2 separate regions of the Callithrix jacchus genome follow, and region 2 is linked to region 1. The links are chromatin contacts, called in public Hi-C maps. All regions are on one chromosome and are shown on one strand. The core of a region is the stretch at or near the end of the contact, and the rest is flanking DNA. Distances in the headings are between cores, read along the strand shown.

The links. Hi-C and Micro-C count contacts between places; a contact is called where the count stands out from the background.
Region 2: a contact with region 1 is called in a Hi-C map of induced pluripotent stem cells, with 3 times the contacts expected there. The contact joins two enhancer-like sites. A contact is called at or near these places in 3 of 3 Hi-C or Micro-C datasets (induced pluripotent stem cells and skeletal muscle).

What each region holds. Positions count from the first base shown.
Region 1 is chr10:85,533,963-85,541,600 of calJac240_pri, reverse strand. The region is part of intron 2 of NAV2 (neuron navigator 2); the gene reads right to left. Among named protein-coding and RNA genes, the nearest start is that of DBX1, 400 kb to the left of the region's middle. Within about 2 kb of position 4,835, at least 2 of the 16 cell types and tissues checked have an H3K27ac peak or open chromatin away from gene starts, as enhancers often do. A contact at or near this core is called in skeletal muscle, where this site is marked.
Region 2 is chr10:85,686,877-85,694,580 of calJac240_pri, reverse strand. The region is part of intron 7 of NAV2 (neuron navigator 2); the gene reads right to left. Among named protein-coding and RNA genes, the nearest start is that of DBX1, 250 kb to the left of the region's middle. Within about 2 kb of position 4,105, at least 3 of the 16 cell types and tissues checked have an H3K27ac peak or open chromatin away from gene starts, as enhancers often do. A contact at or near this core is called in skeletal muscle, where this site is marked.

The sequences.
Region 1 (7,638 bases), core at 3,586-6,085:
GAGTGGGCTTTGCATATCATTGCAGGGATTTGGATCTTTATGCTAACAGCAACAGGGAGTCCTGAAGATGTATTCAGCATGTGTGTGTGCGTTTGTCTGACAAGATCAGATTTGAGGGTTTGTTTTGTTTTTTTGTTTGTTTTGAGACAGAGTCTTTCTCTGTCACCCAGGCTGGAGTATAGTGGTACGATTTTGGCTCACTACAGCCTCTGCCTTCTGAGTTCCAGCAATTCTCCTGCCTTGGCCTCCCAGGTAGCGGTACGTACCACCACACCCAACTAATTTTTGTATTTTTAGTAGAGATTAGGTTTCATCAAGTTAGCCAGGCTGGTCCTGAACTCCTGACCTCAGGCGATCTGCCTGTCTTGGCCTCCCAAAATGCTAGGATTACAGGCATGAGCCACCGCATCCAGCCAGATTTGAGATTTTAAAAGATCATTCTGACCCCAGTGTGGAGAATGGGCACAGTTCAGTAAACAAGAGGAAAGATGTAGTTGGTTTGGATGAGGGTGAAGGTAATGAACATGAAAAGAAACGAACTTACCTAGGAGAAAACCGGGAGCATGAACCAATAGAACTCAATGGTAGGTAAAAGGTGGAGATAAGGAGGGTAGGATAAGTTCTCTTATCAGTAATTTCTGCTGGTCTCAACGCAGTTCTAGACATCCCTTCCTCCCTCTCCCCTAGGAGATGGCTATGTGAGTGGACATTGCAGTTGGGGTTACAATAGGCTGGTTAAAGCTGAAACCGCCACTAACTCATGAGACTCCAGTGACACTGGCCATCACTGTGTTCACTGAAAAGCCAAGGCTGTCCTAACCTGGAGCCTTTGTGCTGTCTGGATCAGGCTCCCTGGTCTTTACCTGGTAGGTTCTTCAGTTTTCATGCTGCTTCCTCAGAGTGGTTTTCCTTGAGCCCTTCATACAAAGTTGCCCCTGTCACTCCTGAGCATAGCATTCTACTTTACTTTCTTCATAGTACTTGTTGCTCACTGAAATAAACTTATTTTTGCATTTGTTTACTTGTGTTTTGTACACATCTCTCCACAAGTATGTAAATTCCGTGGAATAGAAATCTTGCCATTCTCGCACTACACTGCTTAGAACAGTGCCTGATGCATGGTAGGTACTCAATAAAAAGAAGATAAATGAATGAATAACTCCCCAAAGACAAAAGGCCTCCAGACAGCCCTCTTCTTGACCATTCTGGACATCCACAGCAACCCTGACTTCAGGGTTGGTCTGAGTGGTCCCTGTGGTTGGATTTCCCACCAGCCACTTCAAACTCACTCTGGCCTCCATCTCAACAAAGGGCTCAGGTAAGCTGAAGTTTTCCAAAGAACAGCACTCCCATGGGGAATTCCTTTTATTTATTCCCCAAAACAGAAGAACCACTAGCACTGGTATTTTTCCAAATTCTATACCTTGGGGCACAAAGCAAATGCAATAGAATCCCAGGACAGAATTACTTATTCACACCCCTGACTGGAAGAACTCACAAGCAAATATTGCTTGTGCTGATGATTCATTACTATTTTTTCTCCCTAGTTTTACCTACAGATCTCAGGGCCAAAGTCAACTGCATTTGTAGTTCATAACTGGTTCTTTTTAACCCAGCGTATTGGACAATATTGGTTCTCCTAGCTAAATTCCTTCTCAGGGCATTAGATTCTTCTCTCTTACTCTTCTAAATTTTACTTTGAAAATACGCTGTTTGCATAACATGAAGATAGGTACTGCATTCTAGAGAGGGAAAAGAAGCCTCGCATAGTGAGACCCAGCCAGATCTTTGAAGAGCCCACCAAAGGGACAAGTCAGTGCTTCGTCACCAGCAAATGGTCATTCCCAGAGCTTGTGAGTCAGTGGTGTGCGTGGCTCTTTTGTTTTCCTGCAACATGCCTGCATTCTCCCCTGAAGCTAGGAGGGAAATAACTAATAACATAATCACTGTCCAGTATTATTTCAGCTAAGCCATAATATGATGTTAGTAGGATGATAAGATCAATTGCCATCTTATAAACCTACTGGATTGCCCTGAAGTTGGGTTGGGAGTGGTCTTGAGAATGGGGCAAAGGACTTACCTTTGGTAAGGGTCCTAGAATGGCTGGATTAGACAGAGGGTCTCATTCTCCAGCCTGCCTCTCAGAGGAGCAATGTCAGGACTCACATTAGCAGATATGCTAGGCTGCCTTTGAAATGAAATGGTGATACAGTTCTGTTTTAGACCTAATTCATCTGCTGAACTCTCACTTAACCAGAAATATTTTTCTTTTCCAAATACATAGATGTTATTCTATCCATTTGCCTCTTTCAGGAAATAGAGGTAAATGGGCAGGATGACACCTACATATTTGGAAATTTACAAAAAAATCAACTTTGAAGGATGCTATGGAGGGCTGAGCTCAAGAGAATGACAGTGCCATTTGTAGACCACCTTATCCCCACTGCACCCCTGCATTTCTGCATGCTCCACAGCACCACTCATCTGCATCTTCTGCACCTGCACCTCAAACAGCAACAACAGTAATCATACATTGCATAATAATTCTTCAGGATGTGATGAGCACTTTATATATATTGGTTTTTTTCAGTTCACATTAAAAAACCCCACGAGGTGGCATCATTATTATATATATTTTTACAAATCAGAAAACTGAGAAAATAGAGACATGAAGCAACTTGCCCAAGAAAATATAGCTAGTAAGTACCTCACATGGGAGCCAATCCCAGGTGTACCCAGCACCAGAGGCCCCACTCGTACTGTTGCTGGCTTCTCTTCAACCAAGCAGTTGATTTACTCTGTTTACTACATCAGGAAAAGTGCATTTGTTTGGTTTTTGTTTTTTCCCAGAAAGAGTTTCATTGACTATTTTTCATAACACTAAATTCAAATAATACCTGAGCCACAGTTTCTTCTTATAAGTGAGGGTGTTGGACAAGATTATCATTAAAGTGTCTTTCAGGTCCAAACTTCTATAATTTTATTCTGATCAACTGCACAAAAGAAGTTTCTTTCTCTCAAGAAAGAAGTGAGGGGAGCAAATCTTCCTAGGTTCTTTAGAATATCCACCAAGTCTCCATAGACAGGAGGGCTCCTCCAAAATCCTCAGGGGGGTAATTAATCAAGATCAATAATCCCTTGGGGGTTGTGGAAAAGAAGGCAGAAGCAGTTGCTCTGCCTCCCTGGTGAGGTCATGGCTCCCTCTCGGTCAGAGCTGATGTGGAGGGAACCCACAATCCCCTAGGTCAGTTGACTGTTTGTACTATAGCAAAATAGGAGAAGGCTTGACTGGGCCCCAAGCCCAAGCCCCCTTTCCCTACAACCTGCTCAGTTAATCCACCACAGGGGCTGCCTACCAGCTCAGGTCACCCTGCCCTGCGAGGCCTGGGCCTGTCCCTGGCCATCATGTCTCACTCCATACATTGGTGGGAATGGATTCCTGGTCCCCCACACTGCCTCTTATAACAAAGTCACCCTACTTTCAGCCACTGCCTCCTGCTCCTCTAACCCAATGCCACCCTTTACCTGGCTTCAGCTCCTCCAACCCCTCTCCATTGCCCATGCATTTCGTGGCTATTTTTTACCACTCGAGCCTCAGCTCACACAGCCCCTCCTCAGAGAGGCCTTCCCTGGCCCATCACTCGACACATTACTTGGTTTCATTTTCTTCGCTGCCTTTAGTTTTACCTGAAATGACTGTGCTTATGTGTTACATCACCTGGTTCCTTCACACTAAAATACATGTTCTATGAAGGCAGGAGCCCTCCTGTCTTGTTCATCTTTGTGTCCTGGTGCTCAAATAGAAGATGTTGGTGCTCAATAAATGGAGTGAACAAACCCCTTTATTCTCAACATTCCACATCTATGAAGTGAAGGGAATAATATTTACACCACAATGTAAATATGGTGATGAGTCAATATTGTGATGCTGCTATGAGGATTAGAGACAATGTATAATATTTTCAGGCTTTGCCGAAGACTAGGTTCCAATAACTGGGCAATGATGATGGTAATGATAATGATGACACTGGGAGAGGTAGCACAGAGAGACTGGGGGTAAGACTGCAGGCTCCAGAGTCTGAATTTGGCTTTGGCAATTAATTCGCTGTTTGATCTTCAGCAAACAAAATTCTCTTAGCCACAGTTTCCTCATCTGTAAAATAGAGATTATAACAGTAACTCCTAGGGCTTTTGTAACTCCTGGGATTAAATAGGAACAAGCCATGGAAAGTATCCAGAACAATGTCTAGCACATACCATACCCTCAATAAATGTAAACTGTTACTGTGTACCAGATACAAGGCTATTCATGTCCCTTAAACCATCCCATCACTCACCATGCAGCCTATGAAGCACTTTCCCACAAATCCTCTTAGTTGATGCTGCTGAATCTTATGATGAAGACGAATTACCCACTCTACTTTATAGCTGATATAACTGGTGTTCAGAGAGGTCAACTTGCCCAAGGTCACACAGTTCACCCGACGCAGAGGAGCAAAAGCCTTTAAGTCAGAAATTCAAACTCTCTTCTTGCCACCACCCAGGCTTGCTCTCTTGTGCAACCTGCAGCCCCAGAATCTGAGGACACCTTATGAGGCAGTATGGAGAAACTCTGCCATGCTGCTTGAGTATTCCTGCTAAAAATAAACAGGAACCCTAGGCCTCTGCACACTCACTGGGGCCAACTGTGATTCTCCAAAACCCGCTCCCTTATAGGACAGTCAAGGGTTTGGCAACACCACAAAGGCAGATGGAGCCTGTGGTTTCCACCAGGAGAGCAGGTCCAAGGTTCTAGTGCTCTCTCAGCTTCAAAACAACATTCCCAACCCCACATTTGCTGGGAATAGTTCAGAGCAGGGCGCTGAAGCAGTCACCAAGGACTTTTTCAACTGTTTCCAGCTGGCACAGTATGTTCACTGGGCATCAGGGTCTTCCCCATGGATCAGCCCAGCCCAGCCCAGCAGCCCCTCCTGTTTTGGCCCCTGGCCTGGTCTCAGCCTCTGTCCTCAGAAAGGTTTTCAAAGGTGGCCTGACCAGGCCTTGGCAGCCCTCACCGTACCAGGGGCAATTCAGGGAAGGGGCTCTGTGCGTGACGTCTGAGAAATCCAAGGGGCTGGATGCAAATGAATTAAGGGGGAAAACAAACTGTGCTCACCAAAAAGAAGCTGGCACCCTGATCAGTCTTTTTAACTCCCAGCGGGAGCAGATTTGTTGTGACTAATGCATCAGGCTTTAAATAGTTTCACGTGGCATACTGATTAGTCCAAGGCACAACAGAGGCAAATGCAAAGTTTCCAAAAAGAAGAAAAGGCTGCCACTCTCAGAAAACACTCATCTGCTGATGGAAGCCCACCCTATTTAATTCCTTAATAAAGCAATAAGGCATAGCGAGCTGGGTGAGAAAGAAAGAACATGGAGCCAGATTCCTGGTGGTTTCAGGTTGACTTTGGTTATTCTTTTCCTCCATCACCCTTCATGATTGCCCCTTGACCACAATCCAGATTTCTTGGTAATACCTTCCAGACTCTTCATGAACTGGTCCTGTACTGGGCTGAATAATGTCTTGCAAAAAATTCATTTCCTCCTGGAACCTCAGCTGTTCCAGAATACGACCTAATTTGAAAACAGGATCTTCGCAGATTTAATTAGTTAAAATGAGTTTATTCTGGATTAGGGTGAGTGTAGGGTAAATGCTCCTTAAAACAATAATCAAAGCATACCCTTAGAATGACCTTGTCTGGTAGACACACCTGAATGTGTGCTCCAAGCTAGGGAATTCAGATATAAGCAACCTACTTATTCATTCCTTGCCCATGAGGAACATTTGAGCCCCCATCCCAACCCCTGGAACATGAACTTTACAGGAGATTGAGGCTCTGAGTTCTATGTTAAATAAAGTTGCCAGGTATAGGTCATCAAGGGGAGGCTGTTAAGTGAAAATGCTGAATAAACTACATGCTGTTTGCAAGCCAGCCACCACTAGGCTGTGCAGTTCTCTTGTCCAGCCTGGTGCCACTGGACCATTTCTATATGTAAGGCTGTTGTCCTGTCCAGACCGTTACCACCAGATTCTCTGCTCTGTAGGTATGTCCCTAATAAAACTCCAAGTCTCATTTGCTGGCTCTGGGTCTCTTTGGCCTCTAGAACCTGGTGCCTTCCCTATTGAGATTAATAGTTTAGCACAACACTGGGTTGTAAAGCCAGTGACTGGTGTCCTCATAGTAAGGCCATGAGAAGACACAGGAGACATGAAGAGAAGAACACCATGCAAAGAGGAAGCCAAAGATTGGAGTGATGCATCTACAAACACAAGGAATGCCAAGAACTGCCAGCAACCTTAGAAGCTAAGAGAGAGACATGGAACAAGTCCTTCCCAGAGCCTCTAGAAGGAACCAATCCTGCCAATGACCTAATTTTGAACTTTCAGGCCCTAGAGCAGTGAGATAATAAATTTCTGTTCATTTAAGCCATTGATTCATGGTATTTTCTTATGGTAGCCCTAGGAAACAAATACAGGTCACAACCTACATGTCTAGCCTTTCTTCCATCAAAGTCACCTTCTTCACAGTCCGTGTATGGGATGTAGCTCTTACACATTAAAAAAAAAAAAAAAAATAGAAGGACAGAGTTCAGATCTCACCTCCACCATTTTGGCTGCGGTGTGATGTTGGGCAAATCAATTCTTTTATTTTTAGTTGTCTACTCTGTAAAATGAAGATAAAAGAAGGGCTGTTGTAGTGGGTTGAATGTGAAAATGTACACATAACTACAGGGAGACTATATTAGCCACCAGAATTTTTCTTGGGGAAGACATTGCATTTGTTTGGAAAATAGAGCTAAACCAACCTCTTGCAGAAGAGTGGATCCCCAGGGCCATGATCTTGACACAACGATATGGATCACTGATCATGCTGACACAAAGGATCTGTAGTGTGCAAGTTGTGGGTGATGGTGGAAAGAGTTGGCTGATAAAGGGTGAGGAATGTAGAGTTCACAGGAAAGAATCCAGGAGACAAAAGGGCCAACAAGGAAGCAAGTGAGGGAAGGAGAGGGGAACACTCCTCCACACCATGGTAGGCTAAGGGGAGTTCTCCGGGAAAACAGAAACCACCGATGAACATTTTTAATTGCTTGTAGTGAAGTATATAAGATAAGCTCAATCCTCCATGGCCTCTACAAAATATCCAGTCAAATCTAAATTGGGCACCAATATTTTTATAATCATGGATTATTTTGGTTCAAACTTGGAAATGTATTTAGAGTCTGGGTTGTTATCATGGGGTAAAAATAAGGCCATGCAGACACATGAGCTGGAGAACCAGGGGTCTGAGTAACATCTGGTTTACTCACATAAGAAAGGCCAGCTTACTGCAGGTAGTCTATAAACATTATAGATAAATGTTTGCTTCGGCCTCCCCTTCCTGACCATGACTTGCTCCTGCCTAAGCTTGGACTGACCTATCCTCTTCCTCCACCACTTGTTCATCTATTTGAAACCTACCCAGCCTTCAAGAATCAGCTGCCTCCTGCAGGAAGGCTTCACCCACCTTCCCAGCCAGAAAGGATGATCTTCCTGCCTCTCAACTTTATGCAGCGTGTTCCCATGTAACAGGTATCCTACTTATTCCTTCTGGAGGT
Region 2 (7,704 bases), core at 2,856-5,355, 150 kb before region 1:
CGAATGCACTGGATTAGTGCAGCAAAGCTGTGCACCAACTCTGAGTTACCTTGGACAGGCTACTCCAAGCATGGAAGATGAAACTCTGAGGGTATGTTCTGAAAGGAGATAAGAAAACGGAGATAAGGAGAGGAGAAAAGAGAGGAGAGGGAAAGCATGGCTGAACAATACAGCAGAAGACTGGAATACTAAGAACAAAAGAGAAGTTGGCCATGGAGAAATTCTAAGTGGCAAGGGAGCTGAAGAACTTTTAAGAAGAGGAATAACAATAATAAATTTTAAGTGGTTTGTAATACAATAGTATAACCCCTCCATGGCCTTAAACTTTCAGGAACAGTCTGCAATGCCCAAATCCTGTATCACTTTTCTGAGAAGAGAATGACTTGTGGTGGTTCCAATGGGTAAGAGAAGGATATAACACAGAGATACATGACCTATAAGTGCAAGTATTTCAGCAGAACAGACTAGGCAAAAATAGTGACCAATAGTAATGTAACACCACCCTTATCCCCCCACCCCCAAAATAAGCAAAAGGAAACACTTCCAAAAAGATTGAAAAGGATACTGGGTCTTCCACATGTGAGTTCTCCAACTCACATTTAATGGATCATAGGCTGGCAAATGACTAACCACTGATTCCAGAAGGGGAAAAAAAGTTCTGATTCATAGTGTTTGCCACTTCCTGTGGTGTAAATACTCCTGCTATGGCAGATTTCAAGCTACCAGCATGACATCAACAGGCTTGCAAAACTCCTGAAAATTAAAAAATTTGCTCTGATGAGCTGGTAGAAACTGATTCCAGCAATAACACTGGCTCAGGGAATCCACAGCTGATGTCTAGATTAAAAGCAGTTTTCATAAATCAAGTCTCTGCTTAGGTTTGCCAAGAAAGGTTTTATCCAGAGGTGTAGTAGTTTTTGGAGACTATGCAGTCCCTATAGGAGACTAAGACAGGCACAAGGATAAGAAAGGTTTAGAGCTAGTCACCATCCATCAGGTAATTATCATGTGATCAAAGTACATAGAACTAAAAGGAAGTGCTGAGGTCAGCCAGTGTAATGAAGGAATCTAAGGCCCAGAGAGCATGGTTGTTATTCAAGGATCTGGAACACAGCCTTCCTCTTTCCTCTCCATGCCCTGAAGTCTTATCCTCTTAGGGAAAGGCACAACATGAATTTGGCTTACAACCAGGCAGGGGCACACATAGGCAGTTCTGGCTAAATTTTTACATTTTGCTAGTTTGCAATTTGTAGGATTTCTGCCTCTTTGTGTATGAAGAGGAGTTCTGCCAGCGATTGGTGTGAGCTTAAGAAAGCTAGCCAGAAACCCAACTGACAGGAAGAGAAGACCAACTGGGGTGGCCAGCAGTGAAGGAATGAGCAGACAGGTTTCTACAAGACAGCACACAAGGATGTGGGGGAAGCGGTGAACTGATGGGATATTCCAGACTGGGAAAGGCTCCCCCACACACCCATGTTAATCAGCAGGAAATAGAAGGGCAGATGAAGGAGGTCCTTTTATGTTCTTAATAAGGCTCCAAACACAAAAATACAAAATGAACCAGGCAATGCCTCCCTTTCACTGAAAACGAGATCAAATTAGGCATCCTAAATGTTTTTCAAATGATTTCTGACCTGGTTATATTACACAAAACAGGACAGAGTGATTTAAACCTGCTGTCAATACAGAGTCAAGGAAAGAAAAATGCCAGCGATTCTGCAGCTGTCCAGCTGGAATCCTGGAGGAGCAGCTTTCATGATGACTCTGATGCACAGAAACAAGCCAAACTGCCAGAGCAGGAGTTAAACCAAATAAACCTGAAGGATATCAGTTTATTAGAAGGAGAGACTTAAAATAGCAGCCAGGAATGTATGGGTTTCTTTGGACAACTCAGATTACATGCCCTATCCCTGCCTTTAGTAACACGATGTAGTAAAATGTTCTGTTCAATCTAGTTTCTCTCTGAATTGCAGTAAGTTTTCAGCTTAGGGAAGTCAGCCTGTAAGCAAATACACTGGGTGAGCAAAATGTATATATACAATGAGGTTCCTCAGAGGGGTTAGCTGGCTATAATGAGAAACAAGGCACAGTCTGGGTCTCCCGGAAATTTATATCAGGGTTAGAAGACGACACATGCCCATGAGGACATGGTCCCAAGGGCGAGGGTTTCCAGTTAAACTAACAGATGGTCTTTATGACAATGGGCATTTGGCATGAACTCTAATGAATGCATTCCTTCATTTAATGCATGTCTATTCTGTGCCAGGTTACGGGGACACAAAGATCAACAGTGACCAGTCTCATGGGGCTGGGTAAGGGGTGTCAGACATTCTAAAATACTACATTTAAACGAATTTTCTTTTCTGCTTCATCTATTTTTCATTTTGGTAATCAGCAGCACGGACATTAAAGTCCAAATGTGTTTAAGTGGAATATAAACATTTGCTCAAAGCCGTGGTGTCTGAAAGCAAAGAGGACTTTTGCAAGAGATACAGAAACATACAAGAATCACTTTTTTGCTCTTATTCTGCAAGTGAAGGCAGCAAAATGTCCTAGAGTCCAGATGTAAATTCCATTTCCAGTTTTTCTATTTCAAAAACATTGGCCCTAGCTCATCTTGTCTTTGACAGTTCACTAAACTTTATTTAATGAGATAAAGTTAAAGAACTGCTACCAAACACAGACATTTTGCTTGAAAATTAGAATGTAACCACCAAAAGATTAAGTCAGGATGTAACCTAGTAGAAATTGAATGATGAAATGCCTGCAATCCATCATTTTTGCCAGTTGGAATCGCTAGAGTGGCTGCAGATGTTACCACTTGTGCTCTCAAAGGTTGAGGGCTGCCTTTTGCTAGCAGATGCTGAAACTTACTAGGATTTAAGTGGCTTGGAACTTCATCACTACAGAGCTCTATCAGGTTTCTTGTGTCCATAAATAAACATCACTGGATCAAGATGCACTCTCCCTTTTGCTGTAAGCCAACCAAGTTATTAGCAGATAGGACTTTGCAGTCTCTCCACTTTTGCTGCAGCTCTGCCCTGACTGGCTTGGATTGGCATTCTAGATCATCCACCATCTGAGGTCAATTTGGAATTGACCAAGAATTCTTAGAGTGAGGTGACAGGGTAAATCACAAAAGAGATTCAGAAAGCCTGGTTTCTGATCCCATTTTGGCCACCATCCTCTCAATTCTTTCAACAAGGATTTATTGAACATGACAGGCATGCTTTCTGCCCTCATAAAATTTGGAGTCTAGCATCAATTTTCTGGGTAGAATTGAGAAAGTCATTTTGCCTCCTTCATTCAGACACCTACACACATATACACACTCGACTTTCTTTCCCTCTATCATGCCGTGTCCCCTTTTACCACTTAGACTTTGGATACACTGTTGTGTCTAGAATACTCTTTCCTTATTCTACAGAGCTAATGCACTTTTCAGCTTAGACCTCACTTCTTCCAGGATATTTTCTTGACTCCTCCAAGGTTGGATTGGATGCTCCTTCCAGACATAAATGTCCTATAGACACTTATCACAGGATATTACAAATGTCTGTTTCTCTGCTACTGATCCTGTCCCTATTCCAAGCACAGCATCTGGCACATGCTGGGATCTCAGGCCAGAGTTCACTTCCAGCTCACAAATATTTGCTGAGCCCTGTCCTTGCCCTAGAGAAACTCGAGACCAAAAAAATGTGTTTGCAAAATGATGTCACTGTAAAAGCCAGTGAGACAGGGATAAAGCATTACCTTACACATAAGAGCATGTGGTGGGAGAAGTGATCATTGTCCTCATAAAAATGAGTTCAAATTATCATGATCTTTTTACATGCACTGTTTGGTCATTTTTGCTTTTTCTTAGTATGTTCATATATCAGAAAACAAACTCCTGAACCCCTCTGATTTAGAGTATCCCTATACAACAATTTCAAGAAGTTCATACTCCTCCTTTAAGCTCCAATTCTATATGAACTCTCCTTGCCTACCTTCTCAGTCCCTTAGCTACCACTTTCTTCTCTGAATTTTTGTGACTCTGACTGCCTGGACCACTCATCTGGCACTTGCTGTTTTGTTCATAATTGTACCTCCAGCAATTTATATAGCACTTAATGTAAAGGAGGGGCTCAATGATTAGTGAATTAAGTAAAAACTAGCTTGTATAATAGCATGATGGTTAAAAGCAAAATGTTGGCTTTGCAATGATGCAGATCCTGGTTCAAATCTCAACTCTGGCCCTATTAGCTGCATAATATAGACACATTATTTAACCACTCTGAGCTTCAGTTTATCTATAAAATGGAAATATTACTACTCACACTTCCCAGTAGTGATGTGAGGTATTAAATGAAGCTATGTATGTAAAGTACGTAACACACCTCCAGGCGCATAATAACTTGACCACCCCATGATGGGCAGCTACAGTTACCATTTTCCTTGTTACTGTTTCAGTTCCCCCTTTCAGTCCAATGCCTCATGTATATTATAAGCAGGTCTTAAAGTTATTTAGAAGGCAGGCATTTGTAATATCTGCTGTTGACACACATGGACGGCTTTAGGATAGTGATGAAGAGGAGGAGGAGGAACATGATGGCAACCATTACTTCTTCTGATGTCACTAATTTCCAACCCTTTGGCAGGCTTTTGATTTCAAAAAGAGCAGCTGACAAGTGGGAGAAGAAAAAGACCAAGCTTGCTTCTAAAGAAATGTGCTTCCCAGAGAGATTCCACAGGATCCCTGGACCACAAACCTCAGAAAACCATGAGATGTTTTACAGCCAAGAATCTCCTCCCACCCCCAACTCCCCACCTCTTCCTCAGCTAGTATCTTTGCTCACTGAGGATATGGAAAGCTGTTTCTGTGCATTAGAATCAACTGCCAACTCAAGGTTATGATCTGTTTTTATCTAGATCAGAGGCAGAAAGAGAAATGTCTCAGTCATTACTTAAAATTCCTTGGCCAGCACCAAAGACCTTCTATCTATGCTGTGGTTCCAGAGGGAACGGCTACCGCAGGGTGGCTGGTTACCTGCGTCAATGCTCTGTTTACTGCCTGGGTGCTCCTGGAATGGGCCAGCATCTGGAATTGGAATCCCAGAATGAGGAGGTATAGTCCCATCCAATATGAACTAGATTAAAGTTAAGTACATACGGGGAAAGGAAGACCAGAAACACTCTTCTTTACTATCCTTGAGGCAAAATCAATACCCTCTTTTTATTGAGGGAAACTGAGGTCCAAGGAAGGGGAGACATTTAACTATGAATATTTTGGGGGTAGGAGAAAAGCAAGAGTTATAATATCTACTTGAGTATGGTATGAACAGAAAGCCATTGTATATAATTCACATACCATGAAATTCACACATTTTGAGTGATTCAATGGTTTTTAATCTACTCATGAAGTTGCTCAACCATCACCACAATCTAATTTTAAAACATTTTCATCATATCAGAAAGAAACTCTATAGCCGCTCCTCATTCCTCCTCTTACCCCAACCCTGCAGCCCTAGCAACCACCAATCTATTTTTTGTGTCTATAGATTTGCCTACTCTGGAGATTTCATATAAATGGGATCACACAATATTTGGCCTTTTGTGTCCAGAATGACATTTTTGTAATGACAGACTTCAGCACCGGACTTACTGGCTGCTCAATGAATGATTATCCAGAGCTGTGCTGTCAAATACTGCAGCCACGAGCTACATGTGGCCATTTAAATGAATTAAAATTTAATACATTTAAACTTTGGTTCTTCATCTGCACTAACCACATGTCAATTGCTTAATAGCCACATGTAGTCCTAGTGGCTACCATATTACACAGCACAGAGTGTAGACTATTTCCATCATTGCAGAAAGTACTGTTGGACAGTGCTGCAGAGGATAGAGGCACTTATTCATTCATTAAATACAGACCAGCACTCTGCAAATGTCTCCTCCTCCTGGTGTTGGAGAGTTAACTATGGCAGATGGAGAGTGAGGATGAGGAAGAGGTCAAGGGAGGAAGGAGGGAGTGAAAGGGTGGGCCAAGAAAAGCTCAATATATCCTCCTCCCACCCCACCACAATATTACTTCCAGTGCCCTGAGAGCTCCCACACCCACCCTGGACCTCAAAAGCTCTCTGTTTAGTTAAGCTCATCCAAAAGGCAGATATGCCAAAGCCTTTGGAAAGACTTCAAGGTAGCTAGCCTCAACCTTAGCCGTTTGATGATTTCTGAAGTGTTACACGTTAGAAGGTGATCTGAGGGGCTCCCTAATGAGACTGAACAGTTCCAATCAGTTTCTGGCCAGCAGTGGCCATTCCAGTTGCCAAGATCTGAGCACTAATGCTGACTAACACCTCAAGGCCAGAGCCAGGGCATCTTGGCATGCTCAGACCAAAGGGAGCACAGAAAGCTCCCTGCTCCTTTCCTGGGGGCTGCCTGTGAGTTCAGCTACAATGTCTTTAATCTTCCCAAAGACACTGCAGTCACCAGCCCCAGCAACAGGGCAGCAAGTTGTTGCGAATTGTGGGTCTGGATGCATTAAGACAATCAGAGGGCCCAAACTAAAGGATGAATTAAAAAAAAAAAAACAAAAGGAAAAATAAAATCACATTCAGAGAAAGGTCCTTTGATCCTTCACCTATCAGAGTACTTTGTTCCAAAACACTGTGGAAAATTCATCAATTCTGACTTTCAAATGTTGTTTCATAGGAGTATAACTGACTAATTTCCCTTTGTTTAAAACTGCCAAAAGGTGTATCTTCTTTTTTCTATTTTAGCCAATTTATAAAAAAGGAAAACACAACCTAACAAATGCTTCTCTCAATGTTTGTTAGTTTCAATCAATATTTCTGTCTCAAATTCTCCTCCCCCTATGAATGGCAGTGGGAGGATTTCAAGAATCAATAAGTGACATTTCTAAGATACCAGGAGCAAAAGATAACAGGGTGGATGTTTACCAAACTATGTCAAGTATGCATTTGCTAAAAGTTGTCCTTTTAGTGAAGGTCATTCTGTGTTTCTTTGTCCCTGGGTTTTCAAAAATACCTTTCATCATGGTTTATCAAAGAGAGAGGAGGCTGAGCAAGAAGAGGTGGTTACATGGGTGCTTCAGACTTTTGATCTGAAGCAACAGACCAGGAATGGAGATCTGGCTCTCCGAGGTACTCAGTTCAGCTGCTGTGGTTACTTTGTCCTTTGTAGCCATTTCTGACTTTTGGACACTCGTGAAATTATTGATTCAACAAGCTTATATACATAATTCAGGGTATTTTCCCATATGTTTCATCTCATGTAAACCACACAATAACATGTGGTCAGTGCTATCCTCATTTCCATTTTACAGCTAAGGAATGTGAAGTTCAGAGGTGTTAAATGACCCATCAAAGCCACGCGGCCATCAAGCAGAGTTGCTGGGACCAGACCCCAGGTGTCCTGAGCACAAGTCTGGCATTCAGATCATCTTCATCACACAACAACTTCTGCCAGTTGGTGTGGGAAAGAGAAAGCAGAGAAGTGTGGGCCTATGAATACTAAGAATCCCAAAGGCTGGAGAACAGGCTTAAGTGGAGCCACACCTGTTTTGCAGAGTTCTACTTTAACAGTTGGGTCCTACCTTGTTCCCTTGGCCACAGGGGCCGCATAAAGCAAGTGATGCTTGTGCCCCTTCACCAACCTGCCAGCATCTGTTTCTCAGAGACACCTTCTATGGGAATGGGG